Linked DNA regions of Mus musculus: all the other regions are linked to region 1. The links are chromatin contacts, called in public HiCAR-type, HiChIP or PLAC-seq and promoter capture Hi-C maps. All regions are on one chromosome and are shown on one strand. Each heading gives the region's core, a stretch centred on a gene start, on an enhancer-like site or on the middle of the called end of the contact. The rest is flanking DNA. Distances are from core to core; before and after follow the strand shown. Region 1 holds the start of Ccdc34 (coiled-coil domain containing 34). Region 2 holds the start of Emc4 (ER membrane protein complex subunit 4). Region 3 holds the start of Lpcat4 (lysophosphatidylcholine acyltransferase 4). Region 4 holds the start of Chrm5 (cholinergic receptor, muscarinic 5). Region 5 holds the start of Emc7 (ER membrane protein complex subunit 7).

Region 1 (4,316 bases), core at 642-3,141:
GCAAAAGTCACTCTTGCAGGGATTTTCCACGCCAATTAAAAAAAAACCCTCATATTATTAGATTGAAAATGAGTATTAAGAGGATACTGTTAGGTCCACACCCTGTAACTTAAGGGGAGAGTTAATGTATACATTTGTATAATCCTATCCATCTTGACTATTGTCTCAGTCCAAGTAATGAATAGTACTGTAAAAACAGACCACATTCAAACAGCCACAGCAGGCCATTTAACTGCCTTGTAGCCTTTAAGGCTTAATGCTCTTGGTGAACACACTGATCCTAGAGTATCAAGAACACTTTAATAAAACATGAAGAGGGTTAGGAAACTATATGATTTAACATTCCTACACTGAGAGGTTTATGATGGGGAACTCAATGTGGGATAGTGACAGAGTTCAAGATATGTCAGGTCCTGAGTGGAGCTGAGGATTAATGAATGACTATGATAGCAGGGTAGATTATTTTGGGGAGGATTAAATTAAGATCATTGCAGTTAAATAGCCTATGTAAGAATATTAAGAGGAAAACTACTGGTTCAAAGCCAGCTCCATTCCCTTCCCCAAAACCTTTAGGTTATTTTTTGGGGGAATGGAGGATCATTTTTCAAGTTCCTGTCTTTTTGAAGGTATAAGGTAGTCCAATGTCTCTGAGTTACTGACACCAAGGGTGTTTTCTGACAAAATATCTTAACCAGATATGCCAATACTGAATAACTGGAGTAAGTCACAACCATAAGCCTACTAAATCACGTTTCTTAGTTCATCGTACAGTTTTCTTCCAATGCCATTGTTTTTACTGGAAAAAAAAAAGAACAAAATAGTGCTAGCATGTCATTTATAGTCACTTTGCTTCGCTTTTGGTTGCTAGTATTTCTAACATATCTAACTGCGCTATGAAAATTCTACAGATACTCTCATTTCACTTGTGATTCTTACACTAATGTAATGTACATTAGCCAAAAGCTGCGTTTTTGTATGCAGTTTTGTGAGCATGAATAAGCAGCTCACTTTCAGTATCTGCCATCTTTTCCTTGCCGGCTTCAGTTAGATCCTCGGCCCCTAAAAGGAGAGTGCCAAGAAGTCCTAGAAAAATGCCTATTGCATCACAGTTCAAAATTTCATTTTAAAAAGAACGATGGATTTTAAGGTTGGCTCATGATTTGCTGCTCTGGTATGGACACGCTGGAGAGTGGACACAAATGCTTTGGAAGACTAGAAAGTTAACACAACCTGATAAAACCGATTGTGTTGCAGGGCAGCGGTGGCTCATGCCTTTAATCCCAGCACTTGGGAGGCAGAGGCAGGCGGATTTCTAAGTTTGAGGTAAGCCTGGTCTACATAGTGAGTTCCAGGACAGCCAGGGCTATACAGAGAAACCCTGCCTTGGCGACTGGGGGTCGGGGAACTGATTATGTTGACAGATGCTGCCCATACAGTGAGAAACTATGCCCACAGAGGATAAAGTTCTCTCCCTTAGACAAACAAAAACAAAAAAAACAACAACATAAATGAACTAAAAAATTCAATCACGAGTGCTAGATTTTTTTTTTTTTTTAGTGATCCTGAGCTTTTATGAGGAAGGGGGAATAACCATGGCTTCAGGCTTCTGCCTTTTCCTTTTAAAGGATCCGCTTTAGTGACACTGATAAGTGTCGTGCACCAAATGGCCTTCAACACCACAGCAAACACAGTACTCGGGACAGCATCAGGAATGGGCGGACGACTCGGGGAGACGCCAAGCTGAAGCTGTCAGTCAGGAACCTTCCTACCTGGACTGAGGAAGCCAAGCTCTTCCAGCCCAGACAAAGCCCCTTGCGGGCTACAAGCGTCGCTATGACAACACGGCCTAAAGCTGGCGCTGATTGGTCGGACGGCGCGCGCGGAGCCTGCTGGGAGAACGCGCCTTCGGCCTTGCTCGGGCCGTTTGAACTTGGCGGGCCTGATGCGGGCCGCTGGGCCGTGGCGGGCTGCCTCTCCGGCTCCGTGCACCCGTTACCTCGCCCGCTGCAAGCCGGGCTTCCGGCCCTCCTCGAGTTTTGTCGTCGACCTCTTAGTGGATTCCGGGGATCCAGGGCTGGAGGATGTGGCGCTGACCGAGTGCTTGTCGCCGCCGTCTCTGAGCTGCAGCAACTCCACCCTGTCCCTGTTGTCTCCCCTTGGCCACCAGAGCTTTCCGTTTGGCGCGGACGACAGTGAGGGGGAGGATGAAGAGGCCCTGGACGAAGATGCCCGTGAGTCCGAGAGCAAGGTGGAGAGCTTGGAAGGAATAGAGTTCCAGCAGCGCTCCAGGTAAACTCAAGGTTCGGCCCTCCCAGCACTTGTCAAGACTCCTTAGAGATGGCATTCAGAAGGCTTTGTTGTTACCCCGAGCCGCATAACCTCCTGTTTTCCAGCTCAAAGGCTGTGCAGCACTTGCATCCTAGGGTGCTGGGTAAATTCTTACAAATGGTCACTGATCTCCCATGATTCCTAGTTCCTTTTTCCTGAGATAGACGATTGCTGTCTCAGTTTCCATAGAAACTTACTGTACACAGTCGCAAGCACACAAAACTTGCTGCTAGGAGCCTTTAAAAGCCTCAAAAACCAGGTTGTCGACTCCAGAGCTCTTACCCATAAACTTAGCATCAAAATGTGTAGCTGGTGCTGGGTTGTAGGAAGTAGGTGCTTTAAATATAAAGAGCTGGGTACAGATGCCCAAAGGGTGCATGCATACTCTGCAGAGACAGGTTAACTGATCTGAGAGAGAACATTTAATGGAATAGTGAGTGTTCATCAAGGGGGTTAGTTAATAATGCCATCTTAATGTTTATTTACGTTGACTCATTCAGCAAACATTTACTATTTTGCCACATATTAGTGTAGGTAGAGATAAACAAGATATACAAGACTTCTATTATCAAGAAAGAAAAGCCCAAATCATTTCACAAAGAAAACTATATTAGAATACATATAGAAAGTCTACTTAGGCTAGAGAGAGCTCAGTGCTTAAGAGGGCTAACTGCTCTTGGAAAGGACCCAGGTTCGAGTCCAAGGACCTTCATCATCGGGTGGTTCACAACCACCAGTAACTCTAGTTCCAGAAAATCTGACACTGTCTCCTACTGACATCTGTATGCTTGCACTTGGTGCACATAAACTCATACCCAGTGCGTATATACTCATAAATAAAGATAAACCTTTTAAAAGGTGGGGATGCGAAGAATCTTTTTTTAAGGCCTGCCTCAAAGGCGTAGAGCTAGTACAGGCAGCCCGGGGCTTAGTACTCAGGTATCTCTTTAGGGCTTACATTTCTTTATATTATATACTTTTTACTATGGAAACTGGAACAAAGGGCCTGTCTCTGTAGGAATTTTTCTAAGACAGCTTCATTTTAGGATATATTCCTTATGGCAGCCTCAGGAAGCATTTACAAGTTTCTGATTGCCAGGCTGTGTCAGGCATAGTACAGAAGATTTAAGAAATTCCAGCTGGCAAGGCCGTGCTTTTTATATAAGTAGCAAGATAGCTCCCATTCAGTCTAAGGCACTCATTTAAGAATTAGTGAATCAAATAGGAGGTCACTCACATGGGAGGACATTTTTGTAAGGATGACAGGTGAAAGTTCACGTCGGTGAGGGTGGAAGTCACAGAGAGCAAGCTGCTTTTTCAGACTGCCAATAGCAGCAAGAAATAGGCCTTCCCTGGTTAGCCTGGTGGAATTTTGAACTAGAATTTTAGGAGTCTTTTCATAAGCACTTTTAGGACAGTGTGGATTTAACATATTTTAAAAGTAAATTTGAAGGCTTTGGTGAATACCTTCTAGTCAATATTCAAAAGACCCAAACAGTATGTCCTAGTTTAGCAGCGCGATGAATAAAGGCCAGCAGACTACAGCTCAGCCACTGAGACTTGCATTAGCTTCCAGGAGCCAAAACCGTAACCAGTAGGGAGCCTGCCAGGGAGGAACTAGGGCTACTTGGTTCTCATTCAAAGCCTGAGTAAGCTGATAGGACCTAGTTTTAGCCTGCTTTCACACATCAGTCCTTACTCAAAGGACTCGTTAAGACTACATCTGAAACAAATGATGCAGATTTATCAGGTTTTGTGGAGACTGAGGACAGGAGTTTTACTTTTAGGGCAAAGCTATAGACAGCATGGAGGCATGACACATTCATCAACCTGCAGTTCACCAAGCCAGACACATGAAGTCTGATCAGTTTGCTAAAGGAGGCACCAACTCAGGAGTGTGGATTTTATGCTGAAGGTAAACGCCTCACTGAGGAATGTTTGAGGTGATACAAGGATTCATTTAAGGGGTGAACCTGCATACAGCTGTT
Region 2 (4,280 bases), core at 850-3,349, 2.4 Mb after region 1:
AAACCTAAAAGAAAATAAGTTTAATCCTAACAAAGTATGAAATATATAAATCTATGTAAAAATAACCATAACTATTTTGATTATTCACATTAAAACTCAACCATATTTGTAAATAACTTTCTGTAGAATACAGCAGTTATACAAGTATTTTATGATATGCTTTTAAAAATCATATCATTTAATAATTTGTAATCATAATTTGATATACCAAGATAAAACATTACAGGATAATACTTATCCAAGAATGACTAATGACTGTGTGTGTCATTTTCATACTGTAACAACTGAATGTATGTATTCCATGGAATCAAAATTATTCGGCAAAACTAAGGCTGCAAGGGAAGCATAAACGCAAGAAGATACCAAGCACCCTCTGCACACTGGGACTCGTGCTGTGACAGTCCTGTAAAACAGCTACTAAGGCAGATGCTAAATAACATAAGCCATGTGATATGTTCATAACATATAAATCAAACAGTGTGGCACATGGAAAGGCTTGACTCTGTAATATTAGAGAGACCCCAAAGGAGGGACTTAGCAAGTTATGAAGGAATCCTGAGGAAGAGCATTCTAAGACTAGAGAACAAACACAAAAAGCAGGGAAGGGGGATTTGTCTGGTATCCTTACAGAGCAGCAAGGGAATCATTATGAAAGAGTAAACAAATGTAAAAATAGTAGACAGGGCACAGTAGCTACAAGGAGTCTGACTGGTACAAGCAGAGTTATGTCTAATACTAAAAAGACGTTTGGTGTGTACGCGGAATGAACATGGAATTTTAGACTGATTTTGAGTAGGGATGGTCTGGCATGTTTTAAAGGGATCATTTTTGATGGCTGTGTTTGGAGACTGCAAAGAGGACAAGGTAGGACATAACAAGACCCATTAGAACTCCATACAGAGAAGGATACTGAGAATTTGAGAAGGGGAGACTTGAATATAGGATCTCAGGGGTTTATTTGCAGGTATACACAAAGCGCACCTCTTTAGACCTAGAAAACGTGGTAATGCTGGAAACATCTTTAGTTCACACAATTATGCAAAGCCATAGTGGTACCTAATGTGTAGAGATCAGGAGTACTAAACATCTTAAAGTAAGTACCCAGCATAATTCTCCCCAACAACAACAAAAATGTACTTAGCCCCAAAGAGAAAACAGAGAAAACAGTGCTGAGGTTGAGAAAGCATGATTTTAAATAGAGGGATGGAGGGATAGGTGGTAGATGGTTAGTCTACGGCTGGTGATGTAACAGTTGAAGGCAGTGAGAAATGATAGCAGGATTGGGATGTTTTCAGGGTAAAAGTGACACAGTATCCTAACACACCGAAATTATGTCAGGGAACATATACGTAAGATACTGTACCATGGATCTTAAGCAATGTGTCTTAATGACCGGCTGCTTTACCTCCACTCCAGAGAGTAAGGCGAAACAGGGCTGGCCTACACGCTACGGTAACGTCTAATACCTCTGTACCTTCTCCACCAGGATCCGGTCGGTCTCTTGCACGCTGGTATCAGGCACTTGCTTGTCCAAGTAACCGACTGGATAGAGGGAGTCTCCCTGTCCACTGCCCCGGTCACTTCGGCCCCTAAAGAACCAAACCAAATCAAGAGACTAAAACTGCGGGTTTCCAGCCCTATCAATCACAGGAAAAAGAACCTCAGATGTAGCTACCCAAATTAGACCCTCTCGTGCGTTCGTCAGTTCTCTCTGCCTATTGGGAAAACTAAAAGATCCTGGGGAAAAATACCTTCCACAGCACAGAAGCTCCTTGGGTAACATCTATGTGCTACCCACTCGTGTCGGAGACTTAGACGAGGCCCAGGTCCGCTGGATCTCGGGCCGTTCTAGGGTAAGGATCAGATACCGAGCTTCACTCGAGAGACTCACCTGCTGCCTCCTCCCGGCCCACTCAGCTCAATGGCCCATTTGAACCGCCGGCCTCGGTTGGCCACTAGGCCCCCCTGGGTCGTCATGACAGCGGCCGCTGGCTAAAAGTACCCACACCCTCCGGCCGCTTGCGTTCTGCAGGTAAGAACTAGCTGCAACTGCAAGCTCTCCGACTTCCTCGCGTTCGCCGCAGTGCACTTCCGGCGCATAATTGAACGTCACACGATCACCGGAAACTTCCTGTCGGGAATACAGAAGAAAGAATGCGTGAATTTAGAAAATCCGCAGACATCCAGAAGAGCAGCTTTCTGAAACCTCCCTGCGAGTACACCTCTCACTTGTGCTCTGTCTCTCAGGTGTGCGCCATCGTGCTGGAGTGAAGTCCGAAAAGACAAGAACTGAAGCCAAGAAGAGCACGAAATTGAAATGTTGTTTTAATCCTGGGGTTATCCGGAATTGGGTGACCTTGAGCGAATTATTCAACCTCTGAGTACTCCGTGTCCACATATCGCAGGAGCTATGTATTTGTCTTGTTGTTGTTCTTGTTTAAATGGTTTTCCCCCATTTAACTCGCAAACTAACCCACCGAGGTAGACTCTGGGAATGGAAAGATAAGCTGAGTTCAGGATTTATCTGGTCTCCTTTTAAGTCCTTTCATTACTTACTGTGCCACCTCGTCTAAATTAAATTCATTGCTCCACCTGCCTCATGCAAAACGATGGATAATCGCCTAATTTTGACCTGTTGTGGGATTAAATAGGACCTATAACCTAGACCTAACTTTTTTTTATCATTAAGCGTTATCATTCCTAGAAAGGAGTTTAATATTCAATGGCTCATCTGTATTGTAATTTAGTCTATTACTGGAAAAATGTTTCCTCCCTCTCACCCCTTTTATAATTCAGTGTTAGTGTGAAAATCACTTGGGACATCTGTTCCTATTGTACTAGGAGTGGAATTGCTACATCTAAGAGTATGTACATTTTTAAAGAATTACTATTTTAAATGCCTACTTTTAAATTATCAGTTCAAATACAGTAGTTTTGTTTATTTCTTCTATTTACCTTTATTACTGTTATTCCCAAATTGTTTGTTATGGCTGTAGTTTTGAGGAAAGGACTACTGTGACAGTATGGTTGAGGATCTGGCTGAAGAATACCTCCTTAGCCAACTTAAGTTTTAAGAGATAATCTCTTAGAGATGACGGTGATCTGCACACATTGAAGATTCCCACCTCCACATCATTTTCCAGTTTTGTAGTTCTATGTGCAGAGAAGAGAAGGCTGTGTATGACATACAGTGTAGCAGAGTGGCGGAGGGTGTGAGATTTTACCAGCTATTCAGAACACTGCAACCTAAGACATTAGTCTAGAATTTTCCATTTAAAGTTTGTAGAACACAAGTGAAGCTAGGAGAGCTACGTGCAGATAATCTAAGCCACGAAAAGCAAAACTGATGATTGAAAAGTTGTAATTAAATAAGTTGTCATTAAATGTGCCACGGTAGAAATAAGTTAGAATTATACATATGTAAAACAAAATATAAAATAGGTTATCTATCACAAATGTTAATATGTGTTAAGTAATAGTTTTCAGGTAACGTCTAATTTTTAGGGCACTCGTGTGCTAATAAATTTTTAATGAGCATATTTTAAAAACAAACTTGTTTGATAAAATCGCATTTTTCTACTTAAAGTATTTCCTCGTTATATGAAACTTTAAACTATAAATCTCAGTTACTCTGTCCTCAAGGAGTCAGCCAGGAAGTGTATTCCTTCACCCCGAGAATCTTAAATGTCATTTGCTAAGTTGTATCTCAGGAAGACGAAGCCATTGGAACGAGATGCTCACATCTGCGGTATTTTCAGTACTGTTAGTATAATGTGATAAGCTATTTACAAAGATGACAACAGGCAGATATGGCTGCACTGGCATGTCAAACCACAAAGTGGCTGCCAGCATACATGTGTTTTTCATGACTGGGTGCCACAAGACCACCCCTCTTCACATACTCCAAGGAGCTGAGCACTGAGGTGACCAGCTCTTCAGTGCCTGCACGTGGGATATGTTCTGCTAACTGGGCTGCCGACCAAGTGCCAGCCCAGTGTGGGGATACACAGGGGGCCTCCACCCAATCAGAGGAGAAGGGGACGGGGACAGGGACAGTGAGTGGGATGTAAAATGAATAAATAACAAAAGTTGAGCACTGCCCCCAGCCCCAGCCTCAGCATGCCTGGCTTTCTCAGCCAGTGATGCCTTCCAAGCCCTGCACATTGAGTCCTTCTCCAGCTTCCTCCAAAGTTTTCAGAAGTGATGAAACCACGGGATTCTGGACGCAGTGCCAATGAGCAAGCTGTGCAATCAAGGGCCCCACGCCCATCCCCTGGAGG
Region 3 (4,595 bases), core at 1,050-3,549, 2.2 Mb after region 1:
CAGCCTGGACTATACAGACTGACTGAGTCTCCTCTCCCCCTCCCCTTCCTCCTCTCTCTCTCTCTCTCTCTCTCTCTCTCCTCTCTCTCTCTCTCTCTCTCTCTCTCTCTCTCTCTCTCTCTCTCTCACACACACACACACACACACACACACACACAGAAAAAATAAAAGTCTTAGTCTTCATGGACTGCTGCAACAAAGTATAATAAACTAGGAAGGAGGCCAATCCCTCTCACAGTTCCAGAGCCTAGACAGTATAAGACCAAGGTGTCCACAGATTTGGTGTGTGGCAAAATCAGCTTCCTGCCTTGAAGACTAGGGGATCTGGCTATGGGCTCATATAACCTTTTTACACAGGAGTTATCAGAAGGCTCCTCCCTCTCCCCCTCCCCCCTCCCCTCCCTCCTCGCCCCTTGTAAGTATACTGTGATCATAAGGGTCTTGGCTAGTGTCGCTTAGTCCTCAAAGTCAGTTTGAATGGGATTAGAGATCATCATAGAGACATACTCTGGGCATGTCTCTAAGGGTGTTTCCAGAAGGGTTTAACTGCAGAAACGTTCGCTAAGACACACCCAGAAAGTAGCTAGCAACATTCCATAGGCTGGGACCCATAAATAAAAGGGGATTAAAACTGAGCTGAGCTCTAGCACTCCTTCCTCTCTGCTTCAGTGTGACCAGCCACCTCACACTCCCTCTCCCTGCCTTTCCTGACATGATAGGCTGTAACCCTCGCTGTGACTCACAACCCTGCCTTTCTTAAATTGCTTGTCAGGTACTTTGCCACAAGGAGACACATTTCCCCAAGGTCTAACCAAGTAACCATCACCTGGGAATGAGGACTTCAACACGTGAAGGGGGGAGGGGAGCCACATACAAACTTTCAGATGTCGCAGATGTAAATCTCAACTAGTGTGCATTACTTTTATTCCCCTGACCCTGCCAGCTGCTCCTTTTCTTGTGGATACAATCAATGGTGTAAGTGATAAAGTTGTAGGAAGCTGAGGCAGAATCTAGACAGAAGTGTCTTCTGGCTCCCTACCTAACCCCACCCCACCCCACCCCACCCCCACCCCCCGCAATGTCCTCTTTCTCCCGCTCCTATCTCCTGGATTTTATTTCTTAAAATTCTCAAATCAGATTTGTAGGATGACCCGTCCCATAGAGTGTCCCATAGAGTTGTTTGCCACTGCCAACAAATCTGATGACCTGAGTTCGATTCTTGAGACCCAGAAAGTAGAAAAAGAGAACATCCCTGCAAGTTGTCCTATGACCTACACGTCCTCGTCACTTTCATCCTGGGCTCCGAAAATATCCCAAGTTAACGAACAACTCAATTTGTCTCGAAAAACAAAATAAAAGAGAGAGGGGAGGGTATGGGGGGGGGGGGCAAACATCCTTAGCTCTTTCCCTCGTTTTCTTGCTTCAACACCCATTCAGTTTTTACCTTTCAGTAAGAGAAGGAAGACAAGGTGAATTGAACTCAGCTTATTTTCATAAATAACGACTCTTACCTCCTTCCCTGTGCACTACATATTTGATAGTGTTAGCAGCTATGGGTTTCAAAGTCCACTCAATTCCCCAGTGCCCCATCAGTTAGGCTGTAGTACAGTGTGTTTTTAGAGCATTAGGGTTTTGCAGGTGACAGGAACTTAGGTGACCTCCATATTCCACAGGGAGACCAGTAGAGAAGCTAAGATTGCTACCTCTCCCGAGCCGGGCTTTGCCGTACTGGGGGACGTACACCCGCTAAGAATCGAGGGATGCAAGCGCGCGGGTGACGGTGGTCCACGCAGCCCGGCACGCTCGGACGCCAAGAGCTGCGACGCGCAGTACGGCCGCGAGAGGGCGCGGGCTCCATTATGGCGGCACGCCGACCGGGAAGGAAAGCGGTGGTCCGCCCCGGAGATGGGGAAAGTGGGGCCGAGGAGCGGCGGGACCAGGGGCGCCCAGCCTCCTTCCGCAGCTGCCGGCCTCGGCAACCTGCCCTGACACAGGGCTCCACCCCGTCTGCGCTCGCAGGGTGGCCACAGCATCCGGAAAGTGACCAGGGCGCTCCCCTACGCGCCCACCTCTCTGCCCCGCTTCCAGCCGGAGACCCTGGGAAAGGGGCAGCCAGGTCCTCGGGGCGCCACGCTCCGAATGGCGCGAGGGGCCGCGGAGAACGCGGCTGAACGGGGACGCCGGAGAGCCGCAAGCCCCGCCCCGCGGCCGGCGCCCTGACAACGCGAGCGGCCCGGGCGGCGCCGCCGCTCTCCGCCCCTCGGCCGGCACCAGGCGGGGCTGGGACCAGAGCGCCGCCGCTGCCAGTGCCGCACGAGCCGCGCTGCTCTGCAGAGCCGGACCGGGAGCGGGGCCCGGGCCGGGAGCGGGGGGTCGCGGCCCTCGCTCGACCTTCTCCCACCATGAGCCAGGGAAGTCCTGGGGCCTGGGCCCCCCTGGATCCCACCTCTGGGTCCTCTGCGTCCCCAAACCCGTTCGTGCATGAGTTACACCTCTCCGGCCTCCAGAGGGTTAAGGTAAGGTGTGGGCAGGGGACGTGTGGAAGACTGGTTGGAATGGAGAGACCCAGTGATGAGATGGGCAAGGGGGTGCCAGAGGAGGTGGATGAGAAGCTTGTGGGGAGGGAGTTAGGGGGCGCGCACGTGGGGGCGGCTGGGGGTGGGTAGGCGAGGAGCCTTGGTGAGGACTCCAGCTTAGGCGATAGACGAGCTCACAAGTGAGGAAGAAATGAGTGGGAGAGGGAGCACTGAAGGAGACCCAAGGATAGGAGAGATGGAGGGCACTGGGGAATGCGGATTACATCCTACGGAGGTTGACGGGCTAGGATGGAGCTGAAGGCTACGGAAAGCCCAGGGTGGGGGCAGGGGCGTGCTCAGCGATCGGGGCTTCGACTTAAACGGTTTGGACCCAGAGACTGCGTCCTTGTGCCCTTCCAACACCTCCTCTTTCCGCCACCACCACCCCCCCCCCCCCGTGTCACTGCAGCACCTACTGGTGGGGGCAGGGAGGCTGGGAGGTGGGTTAGCTACAGGAAGTAGAGGGACGCACCACCCTAGGGTAGCCAGGAGGTGGTGTGGGGAGGAAGTGTCCAAGGTTTCTGTTGTGATCACCTCCCGTGAGGTCGGCCCCCGGGGGCTAGGTTTATTTACCTGCTCAATCCTAAGGAAGCCTCTGGAGTCACCCTGGCACTTGGCAACCCTTACCTTGCGGAATAGGGCTGAGTGTTACCGAAGGATTGCTGTTCTGCAGTACTAGGCTAGGGATTGATTGACCCGAGGTTTGAAAAGTGGATCTCTGTGTTTCCAGCCATCTGCTCCTTGGGCCCAAAGTGTTGAAAGCCCTGCACAGGGTTTGTTTGACATAGGAGCTATTTATGGAATGGGATGGGATGTTGGGAAGAACTGTCTCTAACCTACATCAAACACAGTGCTGGACACCTTCCCTGCATTTTCTCATTAAATCCTCTTTTCTTTTTTTCTTTTGGGGGTGGGGAGGTATTGCCCTGTGTAGCCCTGGCTGTCCTAGAACTTGTTCTGTAGAGAAGACTGGCCTGGAACTCACAGAGATCCACCAGACTCTACCTCCTGAGTGCTGGGATTAAATGCTTGGGCCACCCACTCCCAGTCCATTAAATCCTAACATCCATTCCAAGTATCAGATGCGTTATGACAGTAACCTTTGTAGGGGGAGGGGGTCACCTGAGAGTAAGAAAACAAGGCACCTAATGGTATTGATCCCTTGTCCTCCCGGCCTCACTAGCATTTTCATCCCATGTGGACCCCCTGTGCCTCTCCCCTATCACCTACAAGGTGTTAACTAGTTGCCCCTGGGTCAGTCCTTATAGGAGTCGGTAGCTGTGAAATGAGCCTTTCCCGGGCCTAAGGGACATTTTCTCCTGCCCTTCTGCAGTTCTGCCTCCTGGGGGTACTGCTGGCCCCAATCCGAGTACTTCTAGCTTTTATTGTCCTCTTTCTCCTCTGGCCCTTCGCGTGGCTCCAAGTAGCAGGTCTCACTGAAGAGCAGCTTCAGGAACCAATTACAGGATGGAGGAAGTAAGTGGGACCCAACTCCAAAGACCATTTCTCACCGGTTTCGATGCTCTGCTTCATCCCCAACACACACACACACACACACACACACACACACACACACACACACACACACCAGCATCTGGAGCTTGTCACATGAGCTAACAGCCAAGCCCAGATGTGGTCCTTAGGACCTGACTTCTAAGTGACATGTCCAAAGTACTTCAGCTCGACGACCAGCGTGTTTTGAGGGGGAAAGAGGGGTGTCCTGCTTTCCCAGGAGCCTGGTTGGGGGACAGGGTTGATTAAGAGTCACAACTCCCTCTCCCGCTGACTCCCAGCCTTACCTCGGCAGGACTGTATGCCACAACGGGGTTCTTGGTCTGAGCCGCCTGCTATTTTTCCTGCTTGGCTTCCTTCGGATCCGTGTTCGGGGTCAAAGGGCCTCTCGCCTCGAAGCCCCTGTCCTGGTTGCTGCCCCCCACTCAACTTTCTTTGACCCAATTGTCCTGCTACCCTGTGACCTGCCCAAGGTTGTGTCTCGAGCTGAGAATCTTTCTGTGCCTG
Region 4 (4,233 bases), core at 483-2,982, 2.5 Mb after region 1:
TCAGGGACTCAGAATGGCAGATGACATTCCTTTAACAAGCAAACCAGACTGTGATCATTGTTCTTTCCAGAGGAGTTGCTAAGGATTCAGGGTAGCTTGCTGTTGCCTTGCCAATACAATTTCTCTTCTACTTTTTTCTTTTTCCACCGGCAGAGAAGCAGCAGCTTAAAGGTCTTCCTGAAGGTTCTGTTGCAGAGAGCGTAACAGATGGGGTTGATGGTGCTGTTGACATAGCACAGCCAGTAACCCAAGTGCCACAGGGTGACAGGGACACACTTGTCACAGAAGGTGGAAACCAGGACCATGATGTTATAAGGAGTCCATGTGATGATGAAGGCCAGGAGAATGGCGCTCAAGGTCTGCGCCGCTTTCCTCTCTTTGACTAGGACCATTCTCTTTCGTTTGGTCATTTGATGGCTGAGGTGGGGATCCAGGCCTTTTGTTGAAGGGTCTTTGGACACTGGGAAGGAACAGGGCATGATTTTCACCTTACGACAGCCATTGTTTGTCTCCTGGGTCCCGTCAGCTTTTACCACCAATCGGAACTTATAGGCAACACACTTCTGACTCTTGAGTCTGTGAGCAGCACCTGGAGACAGGAAGTACTTGGGAGTGTCATAGTCATTGTTTTCAGTCCGAGGGCTCACAAACGTTTCCTTGGTCTCTTGGGTATTGAATTCCTTCCCCGGGCTTTCCTTGGCCTCATTCTTGCAGACCACTTGAAAGACAGGGTCAGTGGTGGCCTTGGCTTCGTCCTCTGAAGAGGGGCAGCTGCTACAGTTGGTAACCTGCTCAGCCTTTTCCCAGTCAGCACTTAGATCAGTGGCCTGGGTTGGCTTTCCCGTTGTTGAGGTGCTTCTACGGGAGGATGACCAGGAGGCCTGGTTCCGTACTCTCTGGGCCAGGCTGGGTCTAGGGCAGCTAAAGAAAGATCTGAGCAGGGTCCTGTGAGCCGGTTTTCTCTTCTTGACTTCTGCCACAGAATCGGAACCTTGGAGGTCAGCCAGGTCCTTGGTTCGTTTCTCTGTTTCCCGGTAGATCCGGCAGTAGAGTATGGTCATGACGGAGACAGGGATATAGAAAGCGGCAATGGCGGTCCCAAAAGTGATGGTGGGCTCAGAGAGGAACTGGATCTGGCACTCATCAGGTGGTACTGTCCGCTTCCCGACCAAGTACTGCCAGCAGAGGATGGCTGGCGCCCAGAGGATGAAGGAGACCAGCCATGCCAAGCCGATCATGATGCCAGCCCTCTTTGGGGTACGCTTGGCTCGGTATGTCAGTGGTCTTGTGATGGAAAAGTAACGATCAAAGCTAATCACCAGAAGGTTCATGACAGAAGCGTTGCTGGCTACATAGTCGAGTGCAAGCCAAAGGTCACAGGCCAGACTCCCGAGAACCCAGCGTCCCATGAGGATGTAGGTCGTGTAGAGGTTCATGGAGAAGATGCCAATGATGAGGTCTGCACAGGCCAAGCTGAGCAGGTAATAGTTGTTAACTGTCTTGAGCTGACTGTTGACTTTGAAGGAGATCATGACCAAGACATTGCCGACAATGGTCATCAGACTGACCACAGCGGTCACAGCTGCAATAGTAATGACTTCCCACAGTCCATGGCGTTCCAAAGCCTGGTGATTTACTGGGGTGCCGTTGACAGTGGTTTCATTGTGATAAGACTCCCCTTCCATCCTGGCTCAAGAAATTACACTCAGATTTGGTCCAAGGTTTGGCGCTACTCTCTGTTTGGAGCTACCTCCCCTCTTCTTGGCCAGTATCTGGAAGAAACACAAACAGGTCAGTTCCGCTCATCACACACACTTCTGCATAGTTTTCTTTTTCATTTAGGGTTCATCATTGCTAACAAAATTATGAAGTGCACGTAGAACAAGATGCTGAATTGTTGAACCTTTTTCCCCACTGAAGAAATTAATTATCAAAACTATTCATAGTGTTGAAATACTTAAGGTAAGTATAAGGTAGAAGGCAAAATACATTTTGGATAACATTCTAGAAATATATCTGTACACATCATTGCATTGGATAACAGTATAGTAATATATGTATATAATTTTTATCATTGCAAAATTCTTCTGCCTAATGAATTTTGGACTTTGACTATAAAAATTCAATTACATGTTTTTCAATGAAAAATTCTGACATTTTTACACACATAACAAATGAATTTTGTCTTCCTGTCTCATTGCCCTCTCTCATTCCCTGCTTCTCCCACTGAAACCATTCTTCATCCATAGAAATTGCTAGGCCATCAGTAGTAACATTTTTATCAGGGCTATTCTTTTAAAAATGTATTAGTTCTTCGAGAATTCCATATGTTGTATTTTGATCATATTCACTCCCCCAACCCCTTCTAGACCCACCCCTCCTTACCCACCCACCCACCCACCCAACTTTGTGTCTTTTACTTTTTTGTTTGTTTGGTTTTTTTTTTGTTTGTTTGTTTGTTTGTTTTTCGAGACAGGGTTTCTCTGTATATCCCTGGCTGTCCTGTAACTCACTTTGTAGAACAGGCTTGGCCTTGAACTCAGAAATCTGCCTCCCTCTGCCTCCCAAGTGCTGGGATTAAAGGCGTGTGCGACCACCAGCCCTTTTTTAACTGTATAATCCTTTTGCTTTTTCAAACAGCCCTCAATGCCTGAGCATCTTTCATATGTGTGAAACTGCTGCCCTCTTGTGGCAATTTTATAAAAGGGGGGGGGGTTGAGAAGGTAAGGGAGAAAGAAAAGAAAAAATAGAATTGCTTAAAAGGAAGGGAGGGGGAGGTTGGAGGGAGAAGGAGGAGTGGAGGGCAGGAATGGGGGTTGGGTGGGGGATAAAAGTGGAGTTGGGGGAGGGGGAAGGTGAGTGTGAGTGTGACAGACTTGAATTTGGGACACATAAACTGGACATGAACACCAGATGTAGCAACCAGAAGCAGTAGGTTTAAAACACAAGTGCTCACAGTGGGTTAAATATCAGGAAGAACTCCAGAACTCCTGTCGAAGGAATGTGTGAAGAAACAAAGTTTTAGGCAGCTCTTATTAAGTGACCTGTATTTCACTTCTTTTGACTGATAAAGAAGAAGTGCAGTCCAAGGTTCATTTCATTGAAGAGATGACTTCTCATTGTGTCTGAAGCGATAATGTTAGGAGCAGGATTTCAACTGACTGGCTTTAAAAATGGTGCTTATTAGTGTGCTAAGTGCCTTGGAGCATAAAAGAGATGTGCCAGCACATGAATTGAGAGGCTTAATATTACTCGGCTTTATCAACCATCCAGGAAGAAAGTTGGGCCTTCAGGGACAGAAAGGCCTATTCCTGAGGATATTAAATGGCTGCACTGTCGCTGAGGACAGGAAAGCCGGTGAGACAGTTTAAATTCGAGGACTAGACAGGGAGTCACTGGATGTGTGTGTGTGTGTGTGTGTGTGTGTGTGTGTGTGTGTGTGTGTGTGTTTGTGAGAGAGAGAGAGAGAGAGAGAGAGAGGGAGGGAGGGAGGGAGAGAGAGAGAGAGAGGGAGAGAGAGAGGGAGAGAGAAAGGGAGGGAGAGAGAGAGAGAGAGAGAGAGAGAGAGAGGAAGAGAGAGAGAGAGTGTTTTCCTCCCAGTTCTGGGGTGAGGGTGGGGCTCCTTTTCCTTCTGTCTTATGCAGTATTCTCAGACTTCTGGAAACTTACTATTTTTCTATGTGTGCCATGTCATAAAAAGCCTTGGAAATACTGCTGTAGATAGATTTATGGGAAAGTCACAAAGTCCAGAATTCCTTGGCAGCAAACTCTTTCCAAAAGAAGTAAAAGCAAAGATTCTATATTCATCTTTGCACTCCTAATGAACACATGTTTTCCTGTAAGCAACAGGAGGAGAATGTCTTGAGGAGACAGCAATCCCCTGCTTCAAGCAAGGCTGACTGATCTAGGAAGATTAGGACTGATGCTTGAGCCTGGGTTTAGTTCCAAGGAGATCAGAATGTATCTTGTTAAATTGTTTGGGGGCTGCGGTGGTCAGAAAGCTGTGTGGACATGGGAAAGAGGACGAGGAGGAGAGTGGTTATGTGTGCATGGATGTCTGTGCACCATGTTTGTGCAGGCATGAAGTGCCCTTTGGAGGCTAGAAGTGGGAGTCGTCTCCTAGGAATGGAGTTACAGACAGTTGTGAGCCACCGTGTGAATGCTAGGAATTGAATCCTGGCCTTCATGCAGAGCTGCGAGTGCTTTTTAAGTGCTGAGCCATCTGTCTAGCCT
Region 5 (4,744 bases), core at 531-3,030, 2.4 Mb after region 1:
GAGGTTAGCCTGGGTTGCATAGTGAATTCTGGGGCAGACTGAGCTATGGTATAAGACCCTGTCTATAAAACATAGACCAAAAACAGAGATTTTTTTTTCCAAGCTACATTAGGGAAAAAGGGCAAAATGAAGAACTGCATTTGTAGTTTGCTATTAGATAGATGGTGTACAAATATATACATGTAAAATAGAGATGCATTATAGCTGCATACATTTATATATTTATATGTATTATAACACATTAATTTTAATTAAATTACATATTGAGGTAATTGTGATGGCTCACAATTTATGTCAATCCTTCCAGCATTTCAGTGGCTGAAGAACAGATAAAGTTCAAGACCAGTCTGGACTGTAGTATGAAATCCTATCTAAAAAAAAACTCACGATGGGGGAGGAATTCACAACATACTGGTTTTATTTATATAATAAGCACTATTTATATAATAGTGTGTGTCAAATAAATATACATTATGTTGCATATTATATTTATTTAATATCAAGTATATGGATGTTGCTCACATGTATGTATGTATGTGAACTAGCCTGTGGAGGTATCAGATCACCTGGAATTTGAAGAGCTATAGTGTGGGGGCTGGGGACTGAACTCAGGTCTTCTGCAAGAGTAACAAGTGGTCTTAACAGCCGACTCATCTCTCTACCCCCATATATGTATATTTTTAATTTTATGTTTTTGCTTATAGACTATTTCTGGGCACAGAGTCAAGGGATGGAGATAGAGACCACTAGAAACATGCATAAAGTTAGGTGTATTAATTTCTGTAGCAAGAAAAACTCTATACCAGAGAAACTGAATAGAAGAGAATTAGTAGAAGAGTATTAGTAGAAGAGAAGATGGATGAATTTTTACAGTATTTAGGCCTCTGCTCAATGACTGAGTTATCTAAGGCAGGTAAGCATCAACTCTGAAAAGAATATGTTAGCCAACGAAACAGTGAGAAACGAAGCAGGGTTGCGGCACTCTTGGTAAATAAGAATTAAGAACTGGAAGAAGGATGCTAGACGCGGCATGGCTTTACGAAGGTAACTGTTTTCTGGTGGTCTGGCCATTTGCCCTGTCTGTGTCTTAGGTATTTTATTTACCATTTATAGTGAGTGCTTCACTTTCTCAGTCTGCAACCTTGTTTGTTAAAAAACCAAAGCATTAACACAGAATGAAAATAAACATTCTCCGCGAACTTAAACATGGATCACCATTTTTTGATATAGATTTTAAAAAACTTTTTGTTTTCCTTTTCAGCCCAAATTGTCTGCATTTCCACTCTCCATCGGGAGCTTCACTCTTTTTTTTTTTTTTTTTAACTTTTCTATGGAGGCAGAGTGCACAGGGTCTTTTACGGAGATATGTGGTAGAAAGGAGACTATTTAGAGCTAGCAAGAACCTTGAGAAAGTGATAGGGTCGATGTCTGAATGTTGTTAGCTACAGACACAGCACTCAACACTTCAGATCCTCATTCCTCTCGGTCTCATGGTCCTTTACGCCCACGATAAGACCTGCAACTGTGGACGCCACAGCAAAACTCTCTGCCAGCTTTACTTCGCCTTACATGCCCTGGCATCTTTACTTAAAAGCCTCGCCACCTTTTAAGCCCCAGCCCTGGGTCATTCGGAGCGTTGATCCTGCGCCCCTTCTCCTGATTAGTCAGCGGTCACAACTTCTCTCCGGGGCGTGGACAAGCTCCGGGCCGGATCCGGCTCGGGATGATGACGACATCGGCTGGCGACGGTGGCGGCAGCTTTAGCGGCCTTGCGGCGGGGTAGGACTTCCGGGCCGTAGGCCTGACTCCTCAGAGCTGCTGTCATGGCGGGTGCTCTGTGGGGTTTCTTCTCCGTCCTGCTTCTGTTATTATCAGGAGATGCCCACAGCTCGGAGGTGCCTGGGGCTGCTGCCGAGGGCCCGGGAGGTAGTGGGGTCGGCCTGGGAGATCGTTTTAAGATCGAGGGACGTGCGGTTGTTCCGGGGGTGAAGCCTCAGGACTGGATCTCCGCGGCCCGAGTGCTGGTAGACGGAGAAGAGCATGTCGGCTTCCTTAAGTGAGCATCCCGAGGGCAGCAGGAAAGCGATTGGGGCGGACGCTGGAAGGGTATCCAGCTAGGACAGCTGTCAGGACCCTCAGTGTAGCTGTCAGAAACTGAAGGCACCGGCGCCACTAACGGTTTGTGCTGGGAGACCTTGAGAGGCAGTCAGGTACTTCAGCAACGAGGATGGCGGACAGTGGTCCCAGGCGCCCGAGACCTATGCGGTCATTTATTTGTAGCCGTATTTTGGCTCCAGTGTGAGACAGATCATACTTGGGCCCAGGGGAGTCTCATTTATCTGTTGGGTTTTACCCGCTTTGCATTTTGTCTAGTGTTTCTGAAACCTAGTTGCTTTCTCCATGTCACTCTTCTGATAGCTTGGTGTTGTGTAGAAAGATGCTGAACAAGTGGGAATTGTCAAAGCCCAAAGGGCTCCCAGTGATGACATAGACTGTAAGGCTAATGGTCCTGCTTCTAAAATTAATGGGCCCAGAAGTCCCTAATCAAAGAGTGCTTTTTTGGGGCCCGAGTTTGTGATTATTGTTCTTTTTACAATTGAATTCATCGAGGGATTTGCGATATCATAGTCGTCATTTAAGTCAGACCAGGGTTACTCGAGATTCCTTACGCCTAGTTGTTCTTTTCTTGTTCTTAAGAGTTTGTGATTTATGTTTAGATTGGAAGGTGGGTTGAATTTCTTAATGCTTTGTCAGCAGTCCGTTTTCATTCTTCAAGCCACGAATATGTTTTAAATTTTGCCATCAGTATTTGGAGTTGAAACTATGAGTTGAAAGAAAATATTTCTTTGCTGGCTTTATAGACCAACTTCAACCATACATCTTAAATGTGGATGTTTCAACTTGAATTGCTTATTTCTGCAGATTGTTGATGTTCCCTTGTGGGATATTCAACCTCAGATTAATAAATAATGGCAAGTTGACAACCAATATTTTAATGTTATTTGGCATTAGGGTATTGTTTAAATTTTGTCCTAATTAATGTTTCATTAGTAATAAATTCCCACTAGGATGTGGGAGGTAAGGCTTAATTGAGTAGTCAACTTCTGCCGTATGCAGCACATTTGAAAACCTCCTATTTTTATTTTGAAGATATTTTACAACTTAATATAGATTGTTAGATATGTTTAGCCTTGCACAGTGACATAGACCTAGCATCTCAGCTACTCAGGAATCGGAAGCAGAAGGACCATAAGCTAAAGGGTACTCTGAACTATTTCGTTGAGACCCTGTCTCAAAGAAGAAGGAAAAAAAGCTGGTGGTACAGTGTTGTGGTGGGACTTAGTATGCAAGAGGTCCAAGTACAAATAAATAAATGTTTATTGAAGAAAATATAAATAAGATATTTTCTTTTTAAAAGATGCAACAGAAAGATAATAACCTTTAATGTTTTATAGTAAATTTTTTTCTGACTCTGTAGAATCATATGACTTGTCTTTAAGAGTAAAGCATATAAGACCATAATTTTCATTTAACATTTATGAACATGTTTTTATTCATGCTCTTATATTCATATAGAGGGCTAATTGAGAGTCGATGTGGTTTTTATGGTGATAGTCTTTTTTTTTTTGTTTGTTTTTAGGCTTTTTATTTTTTGGCTTTTTGAGACAGGGTTTCTCTGTGTAGCCCTTTGCTGTCCTCGAATTCACTTTGTAGACCAGGCTGGCTTTGAACTCAGAATTTCGAATGCCTCTACCTCCCAAGTGCTGGGATTAAAGGAATGCGCCACCACTGACCGGCTTATGGTGATAGTGTTGTTGGAAATAGGCTTGGTAATTTGTCTTATTTTTTTGAATAACCAGCACACAAGTTTGACTATATTTTTGGTTTCTAGGGAAGTAGCTTGGAACTTTACTAATGGAGGTGAGAGGAAGTGGGTTAAAGAGCACTTAAGCCACTTTTCATATCATAATGTGCATATAAATCACAACTCGCTTTTCCAGTCTTCTGCTTTTGGACAGTTAGGTGGTTGCCAGGTGTTTTGTTTTGTTTTGTTTTGTTTTATTTTGTTTTGAAATTATAAGCTTATATACTACTTACTTGTGACTTTTTAAAAAATAATTATTTATTTATAATACTGTAGCTGTCTTCAGACACACCAGAAGAGGGCATCAGATCCCATTACAGATGGTTGTGAGCCACCATGTGGTTCCTAGGATTTGAACTCAGAACCTCTGGAAGAGCAGTCAGTGCTCTTAACTGCTGAGCCATCTCTCCAGCCCTTGAATATTTTTTAAATACATAGTTTCACTGTGGTTCATACAATCACGTCCTCCTGTGCTCACTTCCTCGTGAGATTACAGGTATCTCCTAGCATGCTGAGATTTGCTTTTTCATTTAGTAATTCTGGTTCTATTTGTGTTGAATAGTCATCAGTTTCTTTTTTTTCCCCTCTGCTCAAACAAAAGTGTCTTGAGGTTGTTATCAGTGTCTATAAAGAAATAGAAGATGACTGGATGTAATATGCACACTTATGTCCCAGCTCTTGGGAGGGAGGCAGTAGCATCATGAATCTGAGGCCATCCTGGGTTATATAGTAAGACTTTTGTCTCCAAAAACAAAAGAGCAGAATATGCACCAAAATTAGAATAGTTCACATAGAGTTTAATCAAAGGATTAAAACAGTCTATTCATCGTGATATAAAGAAACATCAGATTATGCAGTACCCTGGAGCTTACAGCCTCA

What was found. HiCAR-type assays count read pairs that join an accessible place to other places. HiChIP or PLAC-seq counts read pairs in DNA pulled down with a chosen protein or histone mark. Capture Hi-C pulls out chosen DNA fragments and counts their contacts.
Region 2: an H3K27ac HiChIP or PLAC-seq map of large pre-B cells shows a contact between it and region 1, with 5 times the contacts expected there. The contact joins the promoter of Emc4 here to the promoter of Ccdc34 in region 1. A contact is called at or near these places in 3 of 115 datasets of contacts at active chromatin or transcription factors (astrocytes, embryonic stem cells and large pre-B cells).
Region 3: an H3K4me3 HiChIP or PLAC-seq map of stem cell-derived neural progenitor cells shows a contact between it and region 1, with 8 times the contacts expected there. The contact joins the promoter of Lpcat4 here to the promoter of Ccdc34 in region 1. A contact is called at or near these places in 2 of 115 datasets of contacts at active chromatin or transcription factors (large pre-B cells and stem cell-derived neural progenitor cells) and 2 of 9 other capture datasets (adipose tissue and embryonic stem cells).
Region 4: a contact with region 1 is called in a promoter capture Hi-C map of adipose tissue, with 5 times the contacts expected there. The contact joins the promoter of Chrm5 here to the promoter of Ccdc34 in region 1. A contact is called at or near these places in 1 of 39 promoter capture datasets (pre-B cells), 1 of 115 datasets of contacts at active chromatin or transcription factors (large pre-B cells) and 1 of 9 other capture datasets (adipose tissue).
Region 5: a contact with region 1 is called in a HiCAR-type map of astrocytes, with 5 times the contacts expected there. The contact joins the promoter of Emc7 here to the promoter of Ccdc34 in region 1. A contact is called at or near these places in 4 of 115 datasets of contacts at active chromatin or transcription factors (astrocytes, embryonic stem cells, large pre-B cells and 1 more).

What each region holds. Positions count from the first base shown.
Region 1 is chr2:110,015,926-110,020,241 of GRCm38.p6, forward strand. It overlaps Ccdc34 (coiled-coil domain containing 34), which reads left to right and starts at 1,892. Exons shown (of 6, transcript NM_026613.4): 1 at 1,892-2,289. The coding sequence starts at 1,943.
Region 2 is chr2:112,365,928-112,370,207 of GRCm38.p6, forward strand. Emc4 (ER membrane protein complex subunit 4) reads right to left here and starts at 2,100. Exons shown (of 5, transcript NM_026519.3): 1 at 1,892-2,100; 2 at 1,475-1,589. The coding sequence starts at 1,977.
Region 3 is chr2:112,237,542-112,242,136 of GRCm38.p6, forward strand. Lpcat4 (lysophosphatidylcholine acyltransferase 4) reads left to right here and starts at 2,300. Exons shown (of 14, transcript NM_207206.2): 1 at 2,300-2,516; 2 at 3,910-4,052; 3 at 4,384-4,595. The coding sequence starts at 2,403. Gm52523 reads right to left here and starts at 2,522. Exons shown (of 2, transcript XM_030252294.1): 1 at 1,704-2,522. The coding sequence starts at 2,404.
Region 4 is chr2:112,479,085-112,483,317 of GRCm38.p6, forward strand. It overlaps Chrm5 (cholinergic receptor, muscarinic 5), which reads right to left and starts at 1,733. Exons shown (of 1, transcript NM_205783.2): 1 at 1-1,733. The coding sequence starts at 1,685. The coding sequence ends at 87.
Region 5 is chr2:112,453,245-112,457,988 of GRCm38.p6, forward strand. It overlaps Emc7 (ER membrane protein complex subunit 7), which reads left to right and starts at 1,781. Exons shown (of 5, transcript NM_133749.2): 1 at 1,781-2,056. The coding sequence starts at 1,824.